Linked DNA regions of Mus musculus: regions 1, 3 and 4 are each linked to region 2. The links are chromatin contacts, called in public promoter capture Hi-C maps. All regions are on one chromosome and are shown on one strand. The core of a region is the stretch at or near the end of the contact, and the rest is flanking DNA. Distances in the headings are between cores, read along the strand shown. Region 1 overlaps Nsun2 (NOL1/NOP2/Sun domain family member 2). Region 2 holds the start of Zfp712 (zinc finger protein 712). Region 3 holds the start of A530095I07Rik (a long non-coding RNA gene). Region 4 holds the start of Zfp367 (zinc finger protein 367).

The links. Promoter capture Hi-C pulls out the DNA fragments that hold promoters and counts their contacts.
Region 1: a contact with region 2 is called in a promoter capture Hi-C map of liver, with 2.8 times the contacts expected there. The contact joins the enhancer-like site here to the promoter of Zfp712 in region 2.
Region 3: a promoter capture Hi-C map of pre-B cells shows a contact between it and region 2, with 2.9 times the contacts expected there. The contact joins the promoter of A530095I07Rik here to the promoter of Zfp712 in region 2. A contact is called at or near these places in 2 of 39 promoter capture datasets (maxillary cranial neural crest and pre-B cells) and 1 of 115 datasets of contacts at active chromatin or transcription factors (large pre-B cells).
Region 4: a contact with region 2 is called in a promoter capture Hi-C map of hippocampal neurons, with 4 times the contacts expected there. The contact joins the promoter of Zfp367 here to the promoter of Zfp712 in region 2. A contact is called at or near these places in 2 of 39 promoter capture datasets (cranial neural crest and hippocampal neurons).

What each region holds. Positions count from the first base shown.
Region 1 is chr13:69,623,290-69,625,989 of GRCm38.p6, forward strand. It overlaps Nsun2 (NOL1/NOP2/Sun domain family member 2), which reads left to right. Exons shown (of 19, transcript NM_145354.5): 9 at 1-4. Among named protein-coding and RNA genes, the nearest start is that of Nsun2, 13 kb to the left of the region's middle. Within about 2 kb of position 1,407, at least 15 of the 459 cell types and tissues checked have an H3K27ac peak or open chromatin away from gene starts, as enhancers often do. A contact at or near this core is called in liver, where this site is marked.
Region 2 is chr13:67,059,889-67,062,588 of GRCm38.p6, forward strand. Zfp712 (zinc finger protein 712) reads right to left here and starts at 1,282. Exons shown (of 4, transcript NM_001166218.1): 1 at 1,175-1,282. The coding sequence starts at 1,180.
Region 3 is chr13:69,542,783-69,545,482 of GRCm38.p6, forward strand. A530095I07Rik (a long non-coding RNA gene) reads right to left here and starts at 1,287. Exons shown (of 2, transcript XR_001780994.2): 1 at 797-1,287; 2 at 612-665.
Region 4 is chr13:64,151,843-64,154,542 of GRCm38.p6, forward strand. It overlaps Zfp367 (zinc finger protein 367), which reads right to left and starts at 1,357. Exons shown (of 5, transcript NM_175494.5): 1 at 758-1,357. The coding sequence starts at 1,147.

The DNA of each region.
Region 1 (2,700 bases), core at 157-2,656, 2.6 Mb after region 2:
GAAGGTGAGCATGTGTGCAGCCAGTTCTTAAGAGTGCACAGTGAGCAGGCAGCTGCGGGAGGGAGGGCGGGGGTTCACCATTTGCATGCATGTTTAACCCAATGCCTGTAACTCTTTAAAGTGAGATGTACTTTAAAAAAAAAAGGGCTTCTGAGATGTGATTGACTTAGTCTGTGAATTACTTGGAACCTGAAAGCTTAGGGACAAAGCTGTGCTCATTTTTCTCTAATAACAAAATGACTATTTGTAACTATGCCAGACCCTTATACATTGATTGTGTAAGAGTTTAATGGGGTAGAATAATCCCCCCCCCCCCCCCCCCCAGCATCTTGCCTGTGAGTGTTCAGCGCAGGATGCTTGGCTAATTGATGCTGTGAAGCTTTCACTATGGTCCTCAGTTCCTCATCCTGCGAGACTGACCTTGAAGCTCTGTGTCTCCTGCTGCCACCATTCAGCTTTTGTCTCTGGAATTGTGACTCTAGGTCACTCTAGGTTACTGCCTTGTTTGCAGCAGTGCAAGTTTCTGTCAGGGTTTTATTCCATGTGTAAGCTGAGCGTTACCCAGCTGTCTGTACAGTTCCTCAGTGGGTGGGCACTTGTGACCTCCTGTGAACCTGGGGCTGTGAATGTGAACGTGGTGTTAAGGTTTCTTGGCCTGCTTTCCACGCTTTGGGATGTGCATCTGGAAGGGGAGTCTTCCTGTGTTAAGGATTTACCAGGCTGATCTTTGCAGTGATGTCAGTCGGTTCCAGTTTCACAAGGTCCCAGTTTCAACATGTTCTTGGCTGACCTGTACTTGTTAGTACCCGTCCCACTGCTGTAAAGTCTTAGACACTGAGTTACACTGAGACATCAGACAGGCAGCATTTTCTAACAGTATAGCATTTTCACAATGCTTTTAAAGTGCTTCACTTTCAGCCTTTTGCTGAAGAGTTAGCTTTCCACCATTAACTTAACCTGTATTGGAGGTTTTAAAAAGTTGTCAGTAGGTGTTTTCCATGTTTTGATAACACAGTCCACCAGAGTGCCATCCTCACAAGCATGATGGAAGTTAAATATAATATGGAAAGTTCACTCACATTTCCTGTGGCTCAGCACCCACCACCTGCCATGGGTGCATTAGGTGTGCCTCAGCCCTGGCTGGCCTGGGCTGTGCAGTCAGCCCTCAGCTGGGTCCTTTGGGTTGACATTTGATATGCTATATTCGATTCTTACACTTTAGCTTTAATAAAGATGAGATTTTGGAACAATTATTTTGCACGAGGAGAAGGAAATTATCATGATGTCATAGCCACAGGCACTCTCTGCCAAGTGATAAGAATTGAACTTGACCAGATTTATGCCTGTGTTAGCTGACATTCAGGGATGGGAGGATTCTGATAGCTGGAAGGATGGCGTAGTCCCACAGCTCTGAAAAGCAGGCAGTGTACTTAGCATTGGCAGCCAGTTCCTATCACTGAAGCCAACTAGAGGACTTGTGCTGTCAATATCAGGGAGAGGGAGGCAGAGGGGCTGAGTTAAGCCCAGCTTGAGGCTCACAGGAGTCCCTTTTTCAAAAGCCTAGCTTGAGGAAGAAGTTCAGTGACAGTCCTTGACTGCCCTGAACAGTAGCTGGGGTCGACCCTTAGCAGAGCCCTCTGAAGGTAGTTGGAGTTGTAGGAGTTGAGGGAGTCTCTCTCTCTCTCTCTCTCTCTCTCTCCCTCTCTCTCTCTCTCTCTCTCTCTCGTGGTGCTTTTTATTGATATAAAACATGGCTCAGGTTTCTTGGTGAGCAGTTCCCTTGACTAGAATAGTGTTAATGCCGGTAAACTCACCTGAAACACAGGCTTAATGGTGACAGGAGCTATCCTTCTGTATCAGGCCTGGCATTTAGTCTTAGTCACAAGCTTTAAACAGAAAATGGAGCAACAAAAAGTGCATAGAGTACTTAGGTGCGGGGAAATCAGGGACTACCAGATGCTCAGAGCTGACACGCTGCAATTGAGAACTGGAGGAAAGATGGCTCACAGCCATGGAAGCTGAAGAAGGGGTGAGCTCCTTCCTGACTTGGGAAGAGTTTTGCTCCTTGATGCAGCCAGTGGCCCAGTGCTGGAAAGAACTGGTGTCTACACTTCGTGCTTGCTTTGAAGGAGGGAGAATCTTTTATTTATTTATTTATCTATTTATTTGTGGTTTTTTCGAGACAGGGTTTCTCTGTGTAGCCTTGGCTGTCCTGGAACTCACTCTGTAGACCAGGCTGGCTTCTAACTCAGAAATCCGACTGCCTCTGCCTCCCAAGTGCCGTGATTAAAGGCGTGCACCACCGCGCCCGGCCAGGAGGGAGATTGTTAAGAGCAGAGCAGAGCGTCTATGGACGGCTCCCTAGCAAGGGTGCCTTTGGGGCCTTTTGACTTGCTTACAGCTACTTGCTTTCCCTTCACCTCTCCAAGGGGCTTGGATGGTTTCCTCAAGTCTGTTTTGGTAGCTGGTCAATGCTAACTGGTGACTCCACTGTACAGCTTCCTACCATGTCACTGTTGTAGACCACCGGACTAGAACATGTTCACAGCTGCCCTGGAAATCTTTTATAATTGAACATAATTTCTGGGGTGTTTGTTAGACCAAAAGGTATGAAGACACAGTTCACCTAATCAATGTGTGTGTAGAGCGTACCTGGCTCTGAATCCCAGCTGTGGGGCAGTAACTCTGGAACCAGCAGTA
Region 2 (2,700 bases), core at 32-2,531:
ATGGCATGGTGTCTTGATCAATATTTAGCAAAGCATCCTTCACTGATATTTATAAATTAAAATAAATATATGAGCATCTCCAAATTTCTTTTCTACATCTCATATGTTGTTTATATACCCAGTGAAATTCTGCCATTTCCTAAGCAAATTAGTAATTAGATCCTGTCTTAACCAATAAGTTATGGCTTAATAGTCATCTGAAAGAATAGAGAAGGTTTAAGGGGCAAGTCACAAAGGAAAGAACAAAGTGACAGATGGCCATCTTCCTAGGGCACAGAGGAGTAAAGAGGAGGAGAAGTCAGGAGGAACGGAAGTTAACGTCACTATCAGCTACACAGAACACTTCAGGGCAGCCTGGACTACACAAGAAACTGACTCAAAATCCCAATACAAACACAAAAGGATGGCAATAGGAAGGGGGAAAAGGTAGCTATGGTTACCAGCATAACACACAAATAACGTCAGTCAAAACTTCAACAGGGAAAGGGGAGGGGTTCACAAGGCCCCACCCTTAGCTAAGGATCGGTTGGAATTCATGACCACTGAAAAAGAGATTCGTTTTGTTTGTTTGTTTGTTTGTTTATTTTGCTTGGAGGTGTGGCCAGTGAGCGTCCACGTTCTAGGGGATGTCCTGTGCGCCCTCCCTTCCCCGCCCCATACACACAGGTATGCACACTAGAGCAATACTAAGTGGACTCAGTGGGTTATAAAACAAAAACAAAACCACCAGGACAGGAAATTGGGAGTGGAGCATTTTGGGAGATACCTGGTACTGTTGAAGTAGGGGACAGTAGGGGTGGATTTGATCGGACTGCATTGTATATACATCTATTAAATTCCGGATAACAGAAGCCATCGAGACAGTGTCAGCTAAGGGCATGCTTCCACACCTCAGGCACAAGCTGACAGCAGATGCACCCTGCCAGGCACCCTTCTCCATTCCTAGGCTACCGAGCCAGCTCTCCTGCCCCAGAAGTGCAGGACAGAACAGGGCAACGGCACCTTAAAAGAGAGGCCACTCCCAGCTCCATCCCTCCTCCAGCGTTAACCAGCACCGGAATGGACAAGCCTAGGTCACCACAGTACCTCCCATTCAACTTCTTCCCGCCTCCCTCCAAGGCGGACCCGCCCACCCCGCAACGTCCCTCTGGCTGCGCTACATCCTGGGACCAACCTCCATGCCAGAGATGCTACCAGAGCGCGCACAGGACCCGACACTGGCCCAACTTTGGAGAAGACCGCCAGAGAGGGAGACACACACAGGCGCAGAAGAAACACGGAAGCGCCCTTCCCAGAGTCCCTGTTTGTGACGTCGCCGCGGACGAGACTACATTTCCCACAATTCTCTGCGAGCGAGTTTCACAAAGCCGTGGTAGGTGATTTGAAACGTTCCCAAGTTACTGTCAGGCTGTTTGCCAAAGAGAATGGGTAGAAACAAGCCACTTCTGAAGGTGGATAGCCACGGGGAGTCAGGGTACCGCGTTTAAATTTTCAAAATGAGTATGGGTTGAACCTTTGACAGCATTGTTTATTATGTGTACTGGATACTTTGGGTCCATATATTGTGATTTTAAAACTCAACCTGCTTCCTACAAAATGTTTCGTTTTTGTTTTTGTTTTGCTTTGCTTTGGTTTGGTTTGTTTTTCCAGACAGGGTTTCTCTGTATAGCTCTGGCTGTCCTGGAACTCACTCTACAAACCAGGCTGGCCTCTAACTCAGAAATCCTCCTGCCTCTGCCTCCCAAGTGCTGGGATTAAAGGTGTGCGCCACCACTGCCCAGCTGTGTTTGTTTGTTTGTTTTTGTTTTGTTTTTAAAAAAGATTTATTATTATATGTAAGTACACTGTAGCTGTCCTCAAACACACCAGAAGAGGGAGTCAGGTCTCATTATGGATGGTTGTAAGCCACCATGTGGTTGCTGGTATTTGAACTCAGGACCCTCGGAAGAGCAGCTAGTGCTCTTAACCTCTGAGCTATCTCACCCACCCCAAAATGTTTCACATCACAAGGCAAACATGGATTAAAAAAATGAGCTAATATTTTGAGAAGACAATTCTTAAAATGAGAAATGAAAACAGACAATGAACATGTGAAAAAGTGTTGGTCCAAATAACTGGAACTTCAAACTAAAGATGATTGTATAGAAGCAAGTGTGGTTTTACATGTTGAAAATCCCAGATGTTGGTTACTGGAGATAGGAATAGGAGTCCGAGGTCACCTATAGACATATAGAAAGTTTGAAACATGTTTGGTATACATGACTCCCCACTCAAAAACAAAACAGATTCAGAAAATGAGATCACAGAATGTATATGCTTTGAGTAAACTTGCATACTAAAGTGTTACATGTACCTTTTGCTACCCCACCTAAGCTCTGGGAACAGGCAGTGCTATCAGCCCCTCACCTAGAGAATACTGGATCTTTGGATAAAAAACACAGACACACAAAGCAGTTAATCTTAAAATGTCTTTGCTAACTCAATGACAGGGCATTGCTAAATCTCAAACTCAAACTGTTCTAGAATTCAATTGTGGGGCAATGGGCTATGCACAGAGACAGCCTGGTCTCCAGTCGAACTTAGTTAGGTCTTGAACCCCGGTGGGACCCGGTGGGTGGTAATTTTCACCTACATGGGACAGAAGGCATTCGATCATGTCTCCTGGACCCCTAGCTCCTGTCGAAGTTACCGCCCCCAACA
Region 3 (2,700 bases), core at 37-2,536, 2.5 Mb after region 2:
CCCCTACATGGGAGGCACCCTGAGCTAGTGGACATGATGGCTGCCACTGAGCACAGTTGCCAGGCCAGGCCTCAAAGTGAGTACATGCGGGAAGACTCACAATTAGTGGGTGGCATCAGGCGAGCTGCTTGCTGAAGTGGGCGTGGACTGGGGGAGCAACCTGGGAGAACAAAAGGGGTTCGGGATCAGTGCCTTTGTCTTCACGAATTAGCCATGTGGCATTTCAACCCTCTGAAGTTTTTAAGTCCGAGACCTGTGTCATAACTTTTCAAGGTTCTATTTAGTAAAATATGAGGGCCCTACTACACTGGGGAACTGGCTCAGCCCCACTAAGGCCTAAAAATAGCAAGTTTACAGACCTGCAGATTCTTTCCTCATGACAGCAAAGCCTGGCTCGGCCCGCTGGCTGCCGGGGAGCCACACGCCCCCCCCCCCCCCCAACTCCAGACAGACCGAGGCTGGGCTCAAAGCCTTGCCTGCAGGGATATTCCAGGGGACATCGAATGCCTCCAAAGCTTGGCTGTCACTAGCAATCTCATTAGCATAGGCATGGGCTGCAGGTTGCTGACAGGTCTCCTTCCTTCTGGATTTTTCTTCTGAATTTCACCTTCTTTTTAAACTTGAGTCATTGAACTGATGGCGGCCAGAGCCTCACAGCACAGTTCCTGTGAGAGAATACAGAGCAAGCAGATTGAACATGTGCAGTGCCCACAGCAATCTGAGTCTTCAAGAATGGTCAGTTTTGTTCATTTTGGGGCTGCCCTCACAGACACTCATTGGGGAAATGTCATCTTACCTCCAGCAGAGAAATGGCAGGGGACAGTGTTTAGGCAAACTCCCCTGAGAGCAGTGGGCTGCTGCCGCCACTCCTATGCCTTGAGTTGGCACTGAGGGGGCATCTGCGCTTTCAGGAGTGTGTCGGTCCCACAGAGGAACTCTGGGCCTCGCCGGGTGTGCGCTCTGCCCTGCAGCAGTAGTCCAAGATCTTGATAGTCCAGGCAGGTGTCCAAGATGACAAATTCTCCACAAAAAGGACTGAGGTTGGTTGCGGCTACCCTGGGCCATCCGCTCTCCTCCAGCCCCTCCTCCATACACACTAGAGAAGGATATGGGCTGGGTGTTGGGGTAGCGCCCCGTGAAGTAGGGGATCCTCGGCTTTCTAGAGGGTAGCCAGTGTGTTTGACAAAGCAACGGCATGCTTTGAAATCCCTGCTCTGTACTGTTATGTGCCTTGATAAATTGACTTTTGCTCATTTCTGCTGTAGAGAACAGCACCCCCACCCCCACCCCCACCCCCACCCCCTCTGGTCTTGCCGGCTGACCAGAAAACATGACACGGAATGCTGGCTCACTCAGTCCACGTCCCCACATTCAGGTTCGGAGGGCAGATTAGCAGCCTTCCTCAGTCTCATGGCAACGATGGTCAAGTGAAGGCCTCGCTAATGCCACAGGGATGAGGTGTTGTCACCTCACTTCCCGTCTCATGGATGGCAGCGAGCTTGGGGAAGCACTGTGAACTTTATGACGGGGGCTGTATGATGTGATCCTCCGGCAGAGATCAAGAAGCGGCAGCGGGAAGCGCTCTCCTCCATGTACAGAACTTCCTCAGGTGCTGCGTCCCTGTGGCTGGCTGTCTCTCCGCTGACCTAATCCACAAACAGGGTTCCAAGCTGGCATTTGCCTGATTCTTCTTGCCTCAATCTGGCCATCTTTAAAAACAGCCCTTAACAAGTCTGTGGCTTTTTAATCATAAAAGGATCTAAAACTAACGGATGTTCTGACCCTAAGTTGTCTAGAAACAAGGAAAGAGGATCAAGACTCAAAATCTCATATTGTCTTTGTGGGTTACTATCTTATCTTAGATAAATTCATCCTTCCACGACTTTTTAAAGGTTTATTTATTTACTTATTTATTTTATGTATATGAGTACACTGTAGCTGTCTTCAGCCACCAGAAGAGGGTATCAGATCCCATTACAGATGGTTGTGAGCTTGCATGTTGTTGCTGGGAATTGAACTCAGGACCTCTGGAAGAGTAGTCAGTGCCCTTAACCACTGAGCCATCTCTCCAGCCCCTTCTGTGACTTATTATTCAGGGCATTAGCCCATGTTGTTTTGCCATGAGGTGGGTGCTGATATCCAGCAAGGGAGGGCAGGAATCCGCCCCCTGTGACACTTTACCTCAGAAAGCCAGATGAGGACTCAGATCTGACATTTCCAGTGGTCTTTAACACCAAGCCTGTGTCTGCGAGCTCACACAAAGCAAACACCACAGAGCAGGTATTCACAGCTATACTGACTTTCCACACTGTCTCTAGGGTGGGCAGTGAAGAGACTGGGAGCCAGCTCAGGTTCTCACCAAATTCTCTGTCACAGGAGTTTCTAAACAATGGCAGTACAGAAGCCCCCTGTTGGCACGGGCTGTCATTGCACCATGTACGGACACTGCATCCTTTCAGAGTGGCTTTGTTCTTGCACAGCCACTTCCTCACTGTCCATGGTCCAGAATCTGACTACAATCCTTCCTAGGATTTCTCTGTTCAGGTTCCACCCTCTCCTCCTCTGTGGATGCCTCTCCAGTGTGCACACATGCCATTACCTCTCTGGTACACTACCACACCCACCCTGATTCCCCTCCAGCCCCATCGCAGCATCCTGCTTCCACACTACAGGGCATGGGCGATATCCTCTCTGCCTGTG
Region 4 (2,700 bases), core at 107-2,606, 2.9 Mb before region 2:
GCATCCCTTAATCCGCTGGGTAATTTGCTTTGCTACACCTGTAGCAAATCAAGTTATTCTGGCAGTCAACCAACAACAGAAAACTGCATATTTATCTTGCAATACCATGTATTCGACACACAGATTTACCGATACCTTCCTGAGCTCTGATGAATGTCCAGTATTAAGTCTAGCCCCATAAACACACTCCCGGTTCCTTCCGAGCACAGTCACCGTGTGCCAACACTCCCACTAGCTAGCTATACATACGATTTTCATGAAGACGCTTTAACAAACTCCCTAACCCTCAGCTGCTCCGGATGTAAAGGGTATAGTAGGGCATGGTGTCGCTAGCCTTGAATTCCAGCACTCGGAAAGTAGAACTCTGAGAGTCCCAGGCAGGCCAGGGATACAGTGCGATACTTGGCCCCCGCCCCAATGTGGGCTGGAGCCAAATGCTCACATCCTTCCTTCCCACATCTAAGCAGGCCGAGGCCGCGAGGTTACAAGCACAGCAGTGCAAGGCATCTGGACACAGCGAGCCTCCCCCTCATCACCCCGCTGCACCTGCTGCCCTCAGACCGGCCTTCGCGCCGCACCCGTCACATGACCACCTTGCCCCCAAAGGTCCGGTTTTGGCGCGCGGCAGTGACGTCAGCGTCCTGTCAGCCACCGCCCCCGCCACCCCGCTTTTCCTCTCCGGCCCCGCCCCGCTGGCGAGCGGCGCCGTTAACGGGCCCCAGGCCGCCCCGCGCCCGGGGCCGCCCGAGCCACTCACCTTGAGGTGGCCGCTGTCTGGGCTGCTCGCCTCCTCCTCGTCCTCCCCGCCCGACACGGCGGCCACGGAGGCGGAGGACTGAGGCGCACCCCGCAGCGTCGGGAGTTCAGCCGCCACGGGCAGTCCGGCTGAAACGACGCCGCCCGCCGCCCCCGGGCTGAGCGTCACGTTATGCGCGTTCTCACCCCAGCGCCACGGGTACACCATGAAGTCGCTGAAGCCGGGGCTAGTGGGGACGAGCGGCGGCGGCGGCTCGGGCTCCCCCACGCTGCTGCACGGAGGCGTTGCCGGCGTGGTCCTGATGACCGATACCAGTACGCGCTTCGGGGAGTCGTGGCAGAAGACGACCGGCGGCGGCTCCGCCATGGGTGCCGGGGCGCCGCGGATCATGCTGGCTCGTCTGCAGCCCTCGCGCTCTCGGCGGCCCGAGCTTGCCTTGCTCGCCCGCGCTGCTACGTCTCGGCGCCTCACAGCCGCCGGCTCATGGCAGGCGGCTCCGGGCGATCAGGCTGCAGCAGCGTTGCTGACAGGAAAACGGGACGCGAGGCGCCGAGTCCCCGAGAATAACAACCTGCCGCCGCGGTCCCCGCTTCGGCTTTTCCCGCGTTACATTTCGCGCCTGGGCGGAACCAGTCACCGCGAGGACCCTGCGGCTGGCCACCGCGACGAGTGACAGGTCGCGAGAGCCAATAGCCGGGTCCAGGCTGTGTTCCGTCCGGAGGGGGCGGAACCAATTCGAGCGCGGGTCCTTACTGCCACGTCATTGGCCGCCGCTCTCATACTTTTTTGTCTGGAGGGCCAACTGCGTTCGAAAGTCTGTAGGAGCGCGCGTCTTGTCCTGACACACCCGTCGGGAGCCCCACCCTGGCCGGATGACTCCTGCGAAGGTGGGGAGGGGGAAAGAGGCTGTTGATTGGAGGAGCTGCGGGAAAGGGGCGTGGTGGTGGGCGGGGCGAGCATGCTGGGTCCCTCCCCCACCAGAAGAAGAGGGGGTGTAAAGAGGGTAGGAGTCTGGAGAAGTTGCAGTGGAGAGGGCCCTCCCCATCGCCCCACCCAATCCGCCCCCTCCCGCGCGCAGCCAGTTTAAAGGGCTGAGGCCGCGCCCGTCCCACCCCACCCCACCCACGGCTGCTCAAGGCGCCAGCAAAGCACCACTTCTTTTTGGGCGTTGGGGGGTTGTTGTTGGTTTTGTTTTGTTTTTCGAGACAGGGTTTCTCTGCATAGCCCTAGCTGCCCTGGAACTCACTTTGTAGACCAAGCTGGCCTCGAACTCAGAAATCCACCTGCCTTTGCCTCCCAAGTGCTGGGATTAAAGGCATGAGCCACCACCGCCCGGCTTGTTTTTGTTTTGAGACAGGGTCTCTATAGAGTCCTGGCTGCCCTGTAACTCCCTATGTAGGGACCAGGAGGGCCTCGAAGTCAGAGATCCCATTCGCCCCCCCCCCTCCATACACACACACACCCAGTACTGGGACTAAAGACGTGAGTCACCACTCCTGCCTAAGGGCATGGGTTCTTAATGTGAGTCCCGTGACCAGCCCTGCTACGGTTCCCGGACTATTGGTTCTTGCTGCCAGGCTCGGGACCGCGGTGGGACGCATGAGCAACCATTCGCACAGTAGTCAGCTCCCGGTCGTACTTGCTTGCAGTGTTTCCCAGGCAGTCTGATGGTGGTAGCAGTTCAAAGATTTTTTAAAAATCTCTTTAGAGGCTAAAGGATAGAACTGGCAACTGGAGCTCATTTGCTTGCTGCGTTTCCCAGGCAGCCTGTTCCTAGTAGAGACTCCATAAAGATTTTTATATCTGAATGAGTATCCAGTGGTTAAGCGATAGAACCGGTAACTAAACTCCATCAAATACAAAGCTATGCCTAAATTAATTTAGGCACCAGAGTGTTGTTTTAGAGAAAACTGCCTAAATTAACAAATCAAAGCAGCCAATAG